Regions from separate parts of the Mus musculus genome. Here regions 2 and 3 are each linked to region 1. Evidence: chromatin contacts called from public Hi-C and HiChIP or PLAC-seq data. All regions are on one chromosome and are shown on one strand. The core of a region is the stretch at or near the end of the contact, and the rest is flanking DNA. Distances in the headings are between cores, read along the strand shown. Region 1 holds the start of Fam8a1 (family with sequence similarity 8, member A1). Region 2 overlaps Kif13a (kinesin family member 13A). Region 3 overlaps Kif13a (kinesin family member 13A).

The links. Hi-C and Micro-C count contacts between places; a contact is called where the count stands out from the background. HiChIP or PLAC-seq counts read pairs in DNA pulled down with a chosen protein or histone mark.
Region 2: a Hi-C map of granulocyte-monocyte progenitors shows a contact between it and region 1, with 4 times the contacts expected there. The contact joins the enhancer-like site here to the promoter of Fam8a1 in region 1. A contact is called at or near these places in 1 of 39 promoter capture datasets (neutrophils), 1 of 484 Hi-C or Micro-C datasets (granulocyte-monocyte progenitors), 2 of 115 datasets of contacts at active chromatin or transcription factors (bone marrow-derived macrophages and pancreatic cancer cells) and 2 of 9 other capture datasets (adipose tissue and liver).
Region 3: a contact with region 1 is called in a FOXA1 HiChIP or PLAC-seq map of pancreatic cancer cells. The contact joins the enhancer-like site here to the promoter of Fam8a1 in region 1. A contact is called at or near these places in 3 of 39 promoter capture datasets (the 3T3-L1 cell line, embryonic stem cells and stem cell-derived epiblast-like cells), 6 of 484 Hi-C or Micro-C datasets (B cells, CD4 T cells, the HPC-5 cell line and 2 more), 3 of 115 datasets of contacts at active chromatin or transcription factors (bone marrow-derived macrophages, large pre-B cells and pancreatic cancer cells) and 4 of 9 other capture datasets (adipose tissue, embryonic stem cells, liver and 1 more).

What each region holds. Positions count from the first base shown.
Region 1 is chr13:46,667,556-46,671,004 of GRCm38.p6, reverse strand. It overlaps Fam8a1 (family with sequence similarity 8, member A1), which reads right to left and starts at 1,528. Exons shown (of 5, transcript NM_001033192.3): 1 at 750-1,528. The coding sequence starts at 1,419.
Region 2 is chr13:46,904,421-46,907,869 of GRCm38.p6, reverse strand. All of the region lies in intron 2 of Kif13a (kinesin family member 13A), which reads left to right. Among named protein-coding and RNA genes, the nearest start is that of Gm22960, 3.6 kb to the right of the region's middle. Within about 2 kb of position 1,724, at least 22 of the 459 cell types and tissues checked have an H3K27ac peak or open chromatin away from gene starts, as enhancers often do. A contact at or near this core is called in granulocyte-monocyte progenitors, where this site is marked.
Region 3 is chr13:46,811,557-46,815,005 of GRCm38.p6, reverse strand. It overlaps Kif13a (kinesin family member 13A), which reads left to right. Exons shown (of 38, transcript NM_010617.2): 12 at 736-846; 13 at 2,143-2,277. Among named protein-coding and RNA genes, the nearest start is that of Gm24620, 46 kb to the right of the region's middle. Within about 2 kb of position 1,960, at least 67 of the 459 cell types and tissues checked have an H3K27ac peak or open chromatin away from gene starts, as enhancers often do. A contact at or near this core is called in cerebral cortex and pancreatic cancer cells, where this site is marked.

The DNA of each region.
Region 1 (3,449 bases), core at 279-2,778:
TCCCAGCATTCCAGCCCCAGACTCAGAAGACTGGCTGCAAACTTTCCTACGGTTTGCTAAGACCAGTGACTACACATCATTTACTAGATGATATTCATGACCAATAGGCTTGAGGCCAGTCAAAGCTCTCTAGACTCGTTTTGTAATCATGTCAATCGCCTTTCAGTTCCACTGTCTTTACACGGCCCAAGTCTTGGTGATTTCTAGTATTCTAATCTCGAGCCTCCCAACAGCGGGCTTGCCACCCAAGGCTAGCTTTGGATCTTTCCAGAGCCTGAAGATTACAGAGAGGATGGTTTGATAAGCATACGTCTCTACACACAAGAAGGGCTAGTGTCAGGAGTAAGGGAACCTACTAGCCGTGCCAGGTCTTAAGGGAAGGACAATCAACATTGCTTCACAGTACGTTTTTAGAATTTAGGGCCTGGGCAAACCATAGCTGATGTATGTGGGAACTATCAATGGTAGCAGCAGCTCCCCGGTTATATTTTTTCAGGAGCGAGCATACTTGTTCAATGATCCTTCAAGAGACCCCTCTGGCTAGTACAGACCTGTCTTATTCCAAGTTTGAGGCTAGCCTGGCCTACATACTGTGTTAGCCTACACCACAGGGTGAGATCCTTCCAAAATGTTAGTGGTAGGAATGGCAGTGATTTTTTTTTTTTTTTTTTAAAAAGGACCTCGACTCTATCCCTCCTCCATCCTACCCAACACCCCCCACCCCACCCCCGCGCCAACCCCGATCTCACCTGCCTGCCGCCCGGTGTCGCTGGCAGTCCGCGCAGGGGCTGCAGAACCCACCCTGGTCCCGGGGGCCGCCCGGGCCGATGGCTGCACGTGCGGGGCCCGGGCCGTGAGGCCCGCGACAGCCGTCGGGGTGGCGCCGCCCGTGGCCGCCCCCGGCCCGGGCCCCGCAGCGCTCAGGAAGTAGAAGGGGTTGTAGTACGCCAGCTGCGGCGGCGGCGGTGGCGGCGGGGACGACGGCGTCGGCGGGGACGACGGCGAGGGGACGGCGGGCTGCGGGGCGGTGGCGGCGGGTGGTGGCGGGCCGCAGTAGGCGGGCAGGGCGGCCAGGCCGCTGTGCCAGGTCAGGTAGCCGCAGTAGGACTGCCACAGCCATTCGTGCACCTGCCGCGAGTACTCGCGCGCGCTCAGCCGCCCCGGGCCGTCCGACGCCTCGCAGTCTCCCGCCTCCGGAGGCTCCGCGCCCGTCTCCCGGCGCTTGCGGAGCTCGCACTGCGGCTCGGGCTCCGACACTGCCGAGGCGACGCTCGCGAGGGCCGGGGACCGGGGGGCGGCGGCGGTGGCGGCGACGGTGGTGGTGGGAGAGCCTGGCTCGGAAGGGACCGGCTCGTGGTCCCCGCCACTGCCATCCTGCTCCGGAGGGCGGCTCCGGGCTTCCTCGGGCCCCTCTGCCATCGTCGCCCCGGAGGCCCCCTCCGCGCTGCCTGTCAAGGCGCCGTCGCCCGCCCTCGGCGGCCCCTCCCCAACCGCTCGCTCGCTCGCCACCACAGCAGCAGTGGGCGTCAACAATCCGCCTCCGGAAGCGGAAACCCCACCTCTCCGGCGCGCCAGGCTTGGGGAGCCGGGCGGGCGGTTGGTGGTGCTTTGTGAGTTGGTTCCTGGGCTACGCGATGTTTCTCGGGGGTCCTCTGTGGTACGTTTTAATCATAAATTGTGGCATATTCGGTAACGTAACGCGTCGCGGCATCGCACAACCACGTGTGCGATGCCGAGGACGTGGTCCTGGACACTGTGAACGCATCCATTTAGGCTTACGTCTGTGAGGCATTCGCCACCACTCTTGAGAATTCTAATGAACTCCATTACCAAGGTCCCTAGAGAAGATCCTGTGGGGTTAGGACATGATTGTCCCTTGTGAAACTGCATCTGACTCACCAGAATTTCCACTCCTTCAACCACAGTATTTGTTTCTTGCTTAGCACCTTAGTCTGTGTATGGTTTCGTCTTCTTTTCATCTATATGCAGCCTCCCAGATACTGATAACCTTAATACACTTTGCTATGTTAATAAGCCCAGTTAGGGGTAGTTGTGTGACTTTGAATTCCCAGGACCATATAAGGAATCTACAAGAGCCAAATACTATGAGAATATTGAACGATTATTGTGCTGGCTAATTTTATGTCAACTTGATAGAGTCTAGAGTCATTTGAGAGGAGGCAAGACCAATTGAGAAAATGCCTCTGTAAGATTGGGCTGTAGGCAAACCTGTAGAGCATTTTAAATTAGTGATTGATGTGGAAGGGCCCAGCCCACTGTGGGTGGTACAACTCCAGGCTGCTGTTCTGGGTTCTATAAGAAGGAAGACAAGCCATGGGATGAGCATCAGCTCCTGCCTCCAGGTTCCTGCCCATTTGAGTTCCTGTCCTGACTTCCCTCAGTGATGGACTACAATGTAGAATTGGAAGCCAAATAAACTCTTCCCCAACTTGCTTTTGGTCCTGGTGTTCACCACAGCATGCCGCACCTAATGGCTTGAACATGACAGTGATGCCGAGAGTCAATCCTGTCTTTCCTCTGGGAGACAGAAAAGACATCACTTTTGGCCTTTAAGAAATTCATCTGCTTCAAGGGAAAATCTTCCATGAAACACTTGAACACCTATTCACGATCATCACTAGCAGCAGGAAACATAGCTCAACACCACCAGCTCTGCAACCTGCGACACTCCTTTCCCAGCTTCAGAGACCCTTATTTAGGTACAGACCAGATTCATTCATTCATTCTCTTCCTTTCTCCCTGTCTCTTTCTCTCTTCCCCTTTCTTTCCTTCCCTCCTTCCTTCCTTCTTTTTTATTTTTTATTTTTATTTTTTGAGACAGGGTTTTTCCATGTAGCTCTGGCTGTCCTGAAACTCATTCTGTAGACCAGGCTGGCCTCAAACTCACAGAGATCTTCCTGTCTCTGTCTTCTGAGTGCTGGGAGACACTCAGTAAAGGCACGTGCCACCACGGCCAGGCTGCAACCCAGATTCTTAAACTGTGCTGAAAAAAATAATCATAATGAGTTAGAGTCAAAGTTAGCTTATTCATAGGGGAAAGGACAGGCAATGGGGAACAAGTGTGGCCACTCAGGGAGGAATGCTGCACCTAATGGCTTTACCAGCAGCAGCTGGGGAGTGTCTTGGGGAATTTGACATTAGTTGGTAAAGCACTTGATCTATAAAGTTGAGAGAAAAATGGGCTATTGAAGGGGCACCAACTTCTCAAGACAAAGGTGATTTTATTACCCCAGAGAGGACAAGCAGGGGTAGGGTTGCGGTTGTCTCTGGATCAGGCAAAGACAGCAGTAGATGTCTCTGCAGGAGTGATCTTTTTAAGGAAAAAGGGGGAAATCTGTGCCAGGATGAGTTGTTAAGTCCCGAATGGACACATCAGCCAGTGTAGCTGAATAATGAATTTTGATTGCTGGACCTTGGTGTTTTAGTCA
Region 2 (3,449 bases), core at 475-2,974, 240 kb before region 1:
TCTACCCACATTCTTTTTGTATTTGAATGCTGTACTTGGATAGTCAGGTTTCAGAGGGTTTGTGTGCTTGGCCTTGGTGGACACATTTCTTTCTCCTCTCCCTCTCCCTGTGTTCTTCCTTTCTTTTTCAATACTAGGGATTGATCATAGCGCTGGTGGATGCTACAGAGACATCCCCTTGTGAGTCCTCCCTATTGATTGATTTTTAACCTTAGAGAGTCTCACTGAAATTGCCCATGCTCTTCTTGAACTCAAAACTCTCCTTCCCTGGCCTCCCAAGGGTGGGGTGGTCACAGTGCACCACCCAGAGTGATGGCAGTGACATTTCTTTATCACCAAGTTATATTTGTCTAAACAGGTAAAGATTGGGCATGACTTAGATAGATCCCACACAGCATGAAGAAGTGCTAAGAGGCAGTTCACGGAGGATCCCAGGAAGCCTTTCGTTGATGGCACACAAGCTTCAGTGGATATCTCTGTACTTTCCTAGAAAGTGCTTTCTAAAATACACTTCCATGGGATTAACTAGAGCCAGATCTGGAGCTGTGCAGATGGCAGTGTCCCTTATGTACTAACGTGCATGCAAAATCTGCCTAGAGTGTCATCTGCCTGCTTCTATTTACTTCCCAACAGTTCCTGAAAATGCTTCTTCCCCTTTGAGAAAGCAGCATGGCTAGATCTCTGTGGAACCCCACCCCCACCCCCAACACACACAGATTTTATTTCTTATAGCAACAGACGCTTCCATAGTTTTTATACATTGTTTTCCTGTTATTTTACCCCAATGGCTCACTAAGTAATTTATCAGTATCACCACCATCACCACCACCAACCACCACCCTAAAGTATAGAATATAAGGTAAAAGGAGCCATACCTTCAGCTGATGATGTCAACTTTTTAAAGATTTATTTATTTATTTATTTATTTATATGAGTATACTGCAGCTGTATTCAGACACACCAGAAGAGGGCATTGGATCCTATTACAGATGGTTGTGAGCCACCTTGTGGTTGCTGGGAATTGAACTCAGGACCTCTGGAAGAGCAGTCAGTGCTCTTAACCGCTGAGCCATCTCTCCAGTCCCCTGCTGTCAACTTTTAAGAGCCACAGCAAAGATTTATTAGGCTACCTTTTCAGGTCAGCAAATGATCACAGCTTGTGAAAACTAGAAAAGTAGACTTACCTGAACAACATTGGCATTTATTTTTTTTTTAAGTTTTATGTTCTATAAGAATTAATGGGGCAGCTACAATGCAGGCAGTTTAAACTGAATGAAAGGAGTTAATGAAGCTGATTTGCCCCAACCTGAATAATTAGATCCTGGATAATAGACTTTCAACCCAACTTTATTAAGGTATAATTTACCTAAGCTAAAATGCACCCATTCAAGGGTGGCCTTCTTGAGTTTTTACAGTTGAGTGCACCGTGTAGCCATGGCCAGCCAGCATCAGGGTATTGAATGCCACCATCACCCAGGTGGTTTCTGGGACCTGAGTCATTGGTGAAGTGTCATGTGAAAAATACAATTCTCCTCTCGTCGTCTCATGTGCTTGAGCATGCTCACTTCATGTCTTGTGCCCCTTTGCTCTCTCTTCCTGCCTTCTCTCTTGTGGTGCTAGGGATCGAATCCAGCAGCTTGCACATCCCAAGATGCACTTCTCCACTGAGCTACATCCTCAGCCTCACATCCTCGGCTTCAAACTGCTTTTTCTCTATTTCCCTTTTCTCCCCTTCCTCTTCCCCTTCCCTCCCCCACACTTCCTTTTTTTGGGGGGGTTGGGGGGGCAGACTCTCATGTATCCCAAGCTGGCTTCGAACTCACTATGTATCTGGCCTTAAACTCACTGTGTACATCCAGCTGGCCTAGAACTCACTTTGTATCCCAAGCTGGTCTTGAACTCCTGACCTTCCTGCCTCTACTTCCCAAGTGCGGAGATTCCAGATGTGCACTATGACCCAAAGTTTCTTCCCTTTTGTTTGGGGTCTCAGCTTGTCATGGGAAGCACACTCTGTATTATCTAGACTTCCAGGCTGTGTAATACAACTCTGGGACGAAGATCATGTGTGTGTGCCTTGAGCAGGGTAGGAGGTAAAGGGATAGGGAGATCTGCAGTCTGAATAATCATCCGCACCCACATAAGAAGCTTTGGGGCAGACAGATAGTGTAAGCCTCATTCATCAATCACATTGTCATTCATAAGACAAAACCAACGGCAGGAACCAAACGTGAGTCCTGCAGGAGTGAGGCCAGTTGAGTGGACAGCTGTCGGGTTGCCTGGGTTTTTCTTCTAACTTATTGAAGCCCAGAGGAAAGGGAATTTATTAGGCAGAATGGAAGCCATCTCATGGTTCCGTGAAGTGCTAATGCAGACAGAGGCGCGCCCACCACCACTTTCCTGGTGTGGTTGCCTCCAGGGCTGGGTTGGTATCCACGTGGTATGGAGGGTCCGGCCACGCCCATCCGCAGAAGCAGTCCATTCCTCCTCATCCTGCTGGCTCACCACATCAGGGAGGCTCACGGTTTCCCCCTCTCACCTGATGGCCTGTTTCTCTCTCTGGACTCTCAGTGCTTCTCCTAATGTCTCCTAAGCATTTCTAGGAAAACCATGACTATTCGAAACCTGCTTTCGAGTGTATTGCCATATTGTCAGCTCCTACGAGAGAAGGAGGAACTTGCCAGTGGACGGTTGAACTTCCTTAATTGTTTGGTAGGCATTGTTTCCACCCAGTTACAGGGCAGGAAAAAAATGCCAACTGAATCTAAACCAAAATGCTTAGGACCGGAAGTGTCTCAAAGTTTGGATTTTTTTTTCTTCAAATCTTTAGATGTTTGCTTGTGTGCAAAAGGAGATAGGAATGGAAGCCAGGTCTGAATATGACACATTTATGTTCACATATACCACACAAACCCTAAAGGCAGTTTTCCTAGAAGATAGAGTCTCACTGTGTAGCCCTGGCAGGGTTGGAACTCTGTGTAGACCAGACTGACCTAAGACTCACGAAGGTGCCTCTACCCCAATGCTGGGATCAAAGGCATGTGCCCCCATACCTGGGCTTACACTATTTTTAGTCTTTTGGCAGCCCTAGCGATTGAGTCCAGCACTTCATCTTTGTGAGGCAACTGCCCTCCTCCTGAGCTCCAGCCCCAGCCGTGTGCCTGCATTATGACTGTGACCCATGCGGCCAGGTGCTTGAAGCTGGAGATACAGCCCAATTGTAGAATAGATGCTTCACAGCCACAACTCCTGGAGTTTTGATCCCTAGTGGGGAAAAAAAAAGTTACGAATTTTTGGAGTAGCTCAGATTTTAGATTACGGATGCTCAGCCAGTACACTGAATTTATCTTTGGTGATGATGACAGTGAGGATCCCCCAGCTTCTACCATACCATGTTCCATTACTCCACTGTTCTCGGGCAGATGCGCAGTTCTGTGTTTCTTACACTCCTT
Region 3 (3,449 bases), core at 711-3,210, 140 kb before region 1:
GGAGGTCATTCCTGTCACTGCCTAATTGTTTGCTTTAGTCAGTCATGTGGCCCTTGAACTTGCAAAGGGAAATCCTAAGAACAGTGTGTGGTGGGCTTTTTGTTTGGTTTTGTTTTCAAATGAACGTTGTAGATTGTTTCCACCAGGCTTTCAGAGAAGCCAGGCATCCTTTCCCTTAGTCCTGGAGATGGGGTCTTAGTAACAGAAAGGTTCCTAAGTGGCTACTGCAGCTACAGGATATTTATGGGTGACACTATTGATTTCTGTCTTATTGACAAATAAATAAATCCGCTTAACTAATCTTTTCCCTGCATTGAGGTATTTTAGAGATAAATTTTAGCACTTTTTTTTCAATCTTTAAATGAAACACCTGTTAGTCTTTATTGATTTTTCCCCCTCTATATATTAGCTTGCTCTTTTTTTATTCTGCCTCTTCTTTAAAGAGGAACAGGCAACCATGTCCATCTCTTCCCTTTACTTGGTGAGCGAAGGCCAAGGCCCACACTGCCAGTGTGTGAGTTCATTGCTTTTGAGAGACCGTTACTACTTGCCAAGGAAGGACACAAGGATGCTGAGGTCTAGCTCGTAACTGTTTAGCATGCTCATAGCTACATACAGAAGGTGCAGGGCCCTGTGTTCAACCTCCAGTACCACAGGCAAGGATGCCATTATATATGTCCTGTCCATACTGCTGCAGAGATTGTGAAAGCTGACATCTCTGGTTTATTTTAAAAGGCCATGAAGGCCCCCGAGCTAAAGGAGAAGCTCGAAGAGTCTGAGAAGCTGATAAAGGAGCTAACGGTGACGTGGGAAGAGAAGCTGAGGAAAACAGAAGCGATCGCACAGGTGGGCTCCTGAGGTGGCTTCCTCCCGCCTGCCGTCTCCTCCACAACCCTCCACAGCAGAGCTTCTCAACCTTCCCCATGCTGGAACCTTTGAATACAGTTCCTCACGCTGTGGTGACCCCCAGCCACAAAATCATTTTTTTGTTGCTACTGTTGTGAATCATGATCTAATATATCTGATAGGCAGGATATCTGATTATACCACTCCTGTGAAAGGGTCCTTCAACACCCAAAGGTTGAGAACTGACTCACTAGCTTCACGTCTTTGAGCAGTCCTGTGTGATGTCCTGCTGGAACACTCCATTGAATAAGCAAGGCTAGGGGGATCTTTCCTCCTTTCTGCTCCTCCTTTCTATCCACATTGTGATAGAGTGGGCTTTTGGTGGTGTTTTGTTTTGTTTGTTTGTTTGTTTGTTTATATCTCTTGGCATTGAAAGCTCTGATTGGCAGAAACTTTTAAAACACAGCACACCATAGGTTTTTCGCCATGTGCTTCTCTGTGCTTATTGTAAGATGCTGTATGAGCAGTCACTGAAATGGACTGCCGCAAGGGCAATGGAGCCGGAGTGTGCCCTGGGTCTCTCCATCGCTCCACACTGTGCATTTCATGGACACGGCTACCGCTGGCCTCCTCGTACAAGAGCGTGTGTTTTCATGAGAGGCCGGCTTCCTTTTGTTAGCTAACGTGTTCCCAGCCATAGATCAGTACCTGCCACATTCTACACTCTATTGCATAAGTCTTACGTGGACGGGTGGACTCAAGGCCTGTCATTTCAGGGTCTCTACCTGCTCCTCCAGCCCCATCTCTCACTGTTCTCCCCATTCGCTTGGAGTTGTTTGCCCCTGAAATCGTCTCTGTGCACTGAGTCTGCTGGGCTTTCCAGGGGTCACGTCTCAAACAACTGATCTTGCCTCTTGCCGTGGATATGCACCCAGTGTTCCAAGAATTGTCTCACACATTCTCCGCCCATCCTGATGTCCCTCCCAGGAAGCCATGCAGCCCCCCCCCCCCCAGCCCTCCATGCCACACTGATTCTCTCTGTTGTGTTCTGGTTAAGCGGTCTTGTCCTGTCTCCCAGACTTGCAGTTTCTACAAGCCGACACTGTGTGTTTCACCCGCGGTGCCCTGTGACACTGCCATGCCCTCCACTGCGGCCCTTAGTAAACTCAGCCGAGCCGGGTAGAATGTGTCATCTCTTTGGCATTGTCCCCAGAAGCAGTGACTTACTCTTTCCATGGATACGTCTTGTGAGTAGAACAACAGAGCGTCTCTTCTTCTGTCTGTTTCCGTGCCCAGGAGAGACAGCGGCAGCTGGAAAGCATGGGAATCTCCCTGGAGACCTCTGGCATCAAGGTGGGGGACGACAAGTGCTACCTCGTCAACCTGAACGCAGACCCTGCCCTCAACGAGCTTCTGGTTTACTATTTAAAGGTGAGAAGGGCTATGAGAACAGACCACAGTGCTCTTGAGTCATCCCAACTGAACCTGGATGCCCTGCCCCAGACCATAATGGTACAGCCCCTCCCCACTGATCATTAGAAATGGCCTTTGCTTCACCCATGCCCTTGAGGACAGTTTCCAGAGGGGACAACTCAGGGTACACCCATAGAAGGACCCAAATATAAGGTCTCCCAGTTGGAGGTGTCTGGGGTCCAACCACAGTTATTCTGAGAGGCCTTGGAGAATCGTCACTGTAACTCTAGGAAGATATCAAGTCACACACAAGCGTAAAGAGACCCTGGAGCAAAGCCCCAAGTCTGTCTTAGCTCTGACCCCAAGGATGTTTGTTCTGTGGTCACCTTTCAGAATGACCTTTTAGCATTGGCATTGTGCCCTCGTGTGCACTAAGCATGCTGGGGGGGGGGGGGGCATCTCCAAAGTGGTTTTCCATCATCCTACCTTTAGGTCCCATGTGCATTCTTTTTTTTTTCCCCCTCTGAGACGGGGGGTGGGGGGGTGGATGGGGGTGGGAGGTTCTCTGTGTAACAAACTCTGCCTGTCCTGGACTTGCTTTGTAGACCAGGCTGGCCTCAAACTCATAGAGATCCACTTGCCCTTGCCTCCAGAGTGCTTATACCACCCTGCCCAGCCCCGTGTGCATTCTTTAAAAGTATCAAAAATGCCAGTACACTTTTATGTGCCTAGGTTGTAGCCGTCTGTATGCGTGGCATTAAAACTGGCGGAGGCCCTGTAAGGCAAACACACAGCTCTCAGTTTGCAGAGCTATGTCATCACTGGTCCGGTGCCTGCAAAAGCCCTGCCGTGCGTGCCTGATAAATTGAGAAAGCCCAGATAAATAGCCTTTTGTTTATCCTAAAATAGCATTGACATCATGGTCTCCTAAAAGGTCAAGAGATGTCAGGAGTTCTTTGTCTATATTTGTAGAACTACGAGACAACTTTATTAAGCCAGAAATAGGACCCCCGAGCCAGGTGTGGTAGAGCATGCCTGTAACCTCAGGATTTGGCAGGTGTAGGCCAGAAAGATTGGACGTTCAGGCTCATCTTCCACTGTGTAGCAAGTTCAGGGCCAGCATGATTTCTCCTTTTCTTTCTTGCCTGCCCCTTAAGAGTTAAAAGAGTTCCCAGTCACAGCGAGTACCA